Linked DNA regions of Callithrix jacchus: region 2 is linked to region 1. A link is a contact called in public Hi-C data. All regions are on one chromosome and are shown on one strand. Each heading gives the region's core, a stretch centred on a gene start, on an enhancer-like site or on the middle of the called end of the contact. The rest is flanking DNA. Distances are from core to core; before and after follow the strand shown. Region 1 overlaps ANKRD44 (ankyrin repeat domain 44). Region 2 overlaps ANKRD44 (ankyrin repeat domain 44).

Region 1 (2,599 bases), core at 34-2,533:
TTTCTTTCCACATCGGACATACTTCCCCTCTTCCAAAATGCTTTTGACTTGCTGTCCTCTTGGAGGTGATTGGTGTTCTCTGCTTCTGGTGCTCTGGCCTTCTTAACTCAAAAGAGAGTTCAGAACCTTTGGCTAAAAGCTACCACAAAACATTCTGAACAAAGGGCAAGGTGCAATGCAATCTTCAGAATAAGTTACATAGAACAAAACACATCAAAATCAAACAGGATTTTAAAGCATAAAACCAACAGCAGGGCTATTTCTTATAAGGAATCATAAGGCAGCAATCTAATCAGCACATAGTTCTGCCAGCACAAATGATGTTTCTTAGCTTTTTTTCACATAATGATGTAAAAATCAAGACACGTCAAAAGTACACATATATATCAAAAAGAAAATCATTTGCCTTTTCTGGGATTTTTCTCCCATGCCGATGAAAAACTGTGTCAAGACACTTCTAGATATATACACAAACATCAAGGGAATATGAAAGAGTGTAGAGCTCAGCTGAGGCATAGATACCTTTGGACTCAGGAAATCCAATGATATCAGCTGTTGATTAGGGGAGTAGGTAACATCTTATAAAGAGAAATAACTATCTTACATGGTGAAATTGGTGTATTGAGGAAGCAAATAAGTGAAGATCGTTTTTCAAAAGATTTTATGATCCTTATTACTTGGGAAAAATTTCCCAGAATGATAGATAGATCTTGTAGAACTATTTCCATCCACATCCCTGAATTTCCAAGCCACTGAAGAAAAACAATACAGAGATTGAAAAAACCTGATTGTTGTCTACTTACCTGGAACCAACTGTTGCTGGAAAAAGAACTTAGCCATTAGGTTAGTAATGGTTGGTGTGGTTGGATAATAAATTCTTATTTCTCATCCCATTTTTCTCCCCAGCCATTCTTGGTATTATTAAAAAATACAAATTTTGTCCTCCTTTTTTAAAGATTAGTTGCCTATTATTAAGAGAAGCATCCTATTTTCATTATTATATAATTCCTCACAAGTACAAAGGGTCTACTTTGATTGTAGAAAATCGCCCTTATAAACAGTAACAGTGAAGAACAATTATTGTCACTCATTTGCCAGTGTGATATGGGTTGTGGTCCAATGAAGCCCCCTAGTGGTCAAGAAGACTCACTCAACTTGGATTTTCCTCGTGTCATTTCATTAAAAAGAGACTGTCACTGGACGGTTCACAAAATGTCTACTGTGCAGAAGCTTTAGCCTGTGCTTTGAGGATCTGCTTACCCAAAACCTTTTTCAACTCTCTTGAGAGTTGATATGTTGAGTTTCAAATCCTCAAGGAGCAAAAGCCAGGATGAGTATTAGAGGTTTGGGCACAGTAGTTGCAGTGACAGTTGTAGTCTTTGAGTTGTGTGAAAAATGGTTGTCACTCATAGCTAGGGAGAGGCTGAGCTAGTCTGAGACAAAGCTGGACCTGACAGCAGAGCTAAAGATGTTAGCATCTTTTTTCTAGAAGGCAATTTGGAAAAAAAAAATGTAGTGTGTAGGAAGCCAATGAGAATTTAAGTTTGGCTACAAACTTCAGGGGAATGTAAATTTACTTGAGGGACTGGTAAATTTACATTCCCAGTACTCTGGATGGCTGAGGTGGGTGGATCACCTGAGGTCAGGATTTTGAGACCAGCTTGACCAACAAGGTGAAACCCCATCTTTACTAAAAATACAAAAATTAGCTGGGCGTGGTAGCGCACATCTGTAGTCCCAGCTACTTGGGAGGCTGAGGCAGGAGAATCGCTTGCACCCAGGAGGCAGTGGTTGCAGTGAGCCAAGATTACACCACTGCACTTCAGCTTGGGCAACAGAGCGTGACTCTGTCTTCAAACAAACAAACAAAAAACTTACTTGAGGCGTATTAGCTAAGTTCAGAAAGCTACTGTACAAAATAAACAAAAAGCTCAACTCTAGAAACTGTTTTGCTGAAGGTGAGTGATACAAAGTTAGATAATTTTTATCTTCTGTTTAGCCAAAAATCAGATGTCGCTTGAGCTGTTATGATTATGACTATTTTTAGTATTAAATTGCTACAGAAAGAGGAACCAGTCAAAATAATGCCATTTTTCCATCTTCATAAACCTGCCATCTGTAGTATTTAGCTGTCAGTCCTTTGTTAGTCATTTCCTTTTAGCCATGCATTAAACCTCTTGCCTATTTCACCAATGGTAGCAGATTTAGTGTGATTGTAAGAACAAAAAACATAGCAGCAGCAGCAACCACAGTAACCACATATTACCTATACTCCAATCCACAGAATTTCCTCCCGAGATACATAAATGGACTGTTGCTGAGAATGCAATGGTCTACAAAACGTGTGCATTATTCCTGTAGTTCATTTGAGTGCTGTTGATGAATGCAAGCTAATTCTAATATGTACGTATTGTACCCGGAAAAAATGTGTCATTGTTAAATTAGCATTCTCTCATGCCTGGCGAGCGAATAAAAAGTCTGCAAAATGCAGCTCTTAGGAGAGCCTTTGTCAACCTCACACAGCGGCGTCTATTCCCTTGTCTCTCCACATCGATAATGCGGCAAATGCAATGCACTTTGCGGCCTTCTCATTGTTAGA
Region 2 (2,599 bases), core at 45-2,544, 190 kb before region 1:
GTCATGACTCTGGGTCTGGGATCAGTGGGTGGACTAGGCATCCTGTGTGCCTTCTTAAGTCACAGGCAATAGACATGTGCACTATATACATATTTTGTGTGCAATGGATCAGACTATTTCATCAATCTCCCAAAAGATTAAGAACCACTGGATCTGGAAGGTCTTGACACAAACAAACCTGCAATAAAGAAAGGTAAAAAGAGTTAGTCCATGATTTACCCTTTTAGTAGTTTCCTAGACTTGAGTTGAACAAGCAATTAGTACAGTACATGCTACTAATTCTTTTTAATGTAATTCAATTGTGAAATACTGAAGTCCACCAGGGAGGGGAGTTCTCTTTAAAGTCTCTAGTGTTAAGTAGAAACAACAGAAGTAGTCAAATACATCTTCAGTGTAAGATGAGCTTTGCCACAGGGAGGTGGATTATGTCTAAGGTTGTATCTCGCTCTGGTCAGCTGAATGCTTTATTCGCAAGGTGAGTCATTTGGTGCAGCCACTGTTCCGTGGCAGTGCAGGTTGGTGTGGCTTTTGCAGAAGCTTTTGGCAGCTTCTCCCCAGCTGGCATTGAGAACAGGATAATGGTTTGTGACATTTTTGCAAGGTAAGCACAGATGAGGCCAGGGACAGACTACTCAAGAAGGCAGTTCGGCATTTGTCCAGGGCCTGTGGGTTGTGACCTGTACTTCTGAGATGAGGCCAGGCAAGCAAGCTCCCTCTCCAGTGTTCTGACATCACCGGAATCCACCCAGCCTGTTTTGTGGCTGTGGCCCAAGTCCAGGGAAGCCCGAGGCATGGTTACTCTCTTTTCCTAATGATCATGACAAATGTAACTTTTGTTCTGTCATACATACCAAAAAAGATTGTACTGGCCTCTGAATGGCCTTTATTTCTTTTTGGGAAAATGACAAACAGTTGCTGGCTGGTAAAGGTTAGGGGAGCTTAACTTCAGTTGTAATTTATCACTGAATTAGTTAGGTTAACTACTGTCACACGTAGACCCCTAAATGTATGATGGATGTATGATGTATGAAGTTTCGTTTTCTTTATGAATATATTAGAGGGGTAGTCCTTTTCCAAACAGGATTCTAGGTAGCAACATGTGACCTCTAAGATCGCTTTTTGTGCAGTCCTCCCAGCCCAAAAGGAAAAAGAGCATGGAGGAAAAGCATGGAAGGATTTTTAAGGGTCAGCTTAGAATTGACATACGTCACTTCTGCTTATATTCCATGGATCAGAATTTAGTCACAGCCATACCTAGCTACAAGGGACGGTGAGGACTTAGTGTATCTATGTACCCTCTAAAGTCAGAGAGCATGGATTTTGATGAATAGTTAGTGATCTTGGTCACACCAGTTTCTGGTCTTAGAGAATTCTAGCGATGCCATTTATTTGTCTGGGAGATGTCTTATTTGTTCCACATTCATTTACTGAGTTGAGACTCTGTGCTCAGTGCTAGGGACATGGCAGTGAGAAGACAGCCCTTTCCATGATAGACCTTAACAATATAGCAGAGAAGTCAACAAATGGGAAATCACATTGTGATGCATGTTTGAAAGAAAAAATCCAGGATGCTATATATGGAGAAGGTCAATCATGAGGACCTGATAAAGTGATGTGTAACCCGAGGCTTGAGAGATCCGTAGGAATTGGCTTTGCCTTTGTGGGTAGCTGGGTCTGTGGGGTCATTTGACCACACACTTTTATCCAGCATGTCCTCTTGTCATGTTTTTCTTTTGCCAGTGTCCTTGCAGATGAATCATACTGACTATTTTTGCTGGAGATGGATTAGGTAGTTTAGCAGAAGTGGTTGTTAAGAAAGGGCATAGACAGATGGAGGACACGTAAGAATTGGAGATCTAAGCCTGGAGGTGCATTTCAAAAGGGAAAAGGAGCTGATAACCATGCATTTAAATGTCAAGGAAGGAAAATAAATAGTACAGGAGCCACCTGTTACTTGGAGGACAGTATTTGTCTTCTTACCCTTTGCTTTTCTTTCTCTTCCCCCATTTATTCACTTAATTTCTTTTCTTTCCTAGGTTCTGAGTTTTTCACCTTCCCTTGCCCCAACTTCTCCATGTCTTTTGATGGGTCACATGTTCTGTGGTGTAAATCACCCATTCATTAGCTGATCCTGATATAGAAAGCCATCTCATTCAGCTTGGCCACTGTATTTTTCCAGACTTTATTTCCCCCAACAGTATTTATAAACCCTATGTTCCGACTAAGCACATGACTTGACTCACTGGAATTTGTTCTGTTCTCTCACCCTTTTCTGACTTCTCCACTCTTCCAGTTCCATTTGTCCTTCCATACCCACTACTTCCTTCATTAAGTTGTCCCACTTCTCACTTCCTTTCTGCTCTCTTCTCTACCACCTCCTCAACCCAGCCAAAGAAACCTACTTTTACCCTCAACTTCCACAGTTCTTTGTACCTCATTAATCACTTTTGACTACTGCTTGAAACTTTTGCTGACCCTTGAACAACACAGCTTTGAACTTTGCAGGTCCACTTACATGCAGACTTTTTCCAACCCACAGGTAGATTGAAAAGATTCATGGGATCTGAAACCTGCATACATGGAGGGCTGACTTTTCACA

The links. Hi-C and Micro-C count contacts between places; a contact is called where the count stands out from the background.
Region 2: a Hi-C map of induced pluripotent stem cells shows a contact between it and region 1, with 2.9 times the contacts expected there. The contact joins two enhancer-like sites. A contact is called at or near these places in 2 of 3 Hi-C or Micro-C datasets (induced pluripotent stem cells and skeletal muscle).

What each region holds. Positions count from the first base shown.
Region 1 is chr6:117,959,090-117,961,688 of calJac240_pri, reverse strand. All of the region lies in intron 18 of ANKRD44 (ankyrin repeat domain 44), which reads left to right. Among named protein-coding and RNA genes, the nearest start is that of PGAP1, 85 kb to the right of the region's middle. Within about 2 kb of position 1,283, at least 2 of the 16 cell types and tissues checked have an H3K27ac peak or open chromatin away from gene starts, as enhancers often do.
Region 2 is chr6:118,148,421-118,151,019 of calJac240_pri, reverse strand. All of the region lies in intron 2 of ANKRD44 (ankyrin repeat domain 44), which reads left to right. Among named protein-coding and RNA genes, the nearest start is that of ANKRD44, 130 kb to the left of the region's middle. Within about 2 kb of position 1,294, at least 2 of the 16 cell types and tissues checked have an H3K27ac peak or open chromatin away from gene starts, as enhancers often do.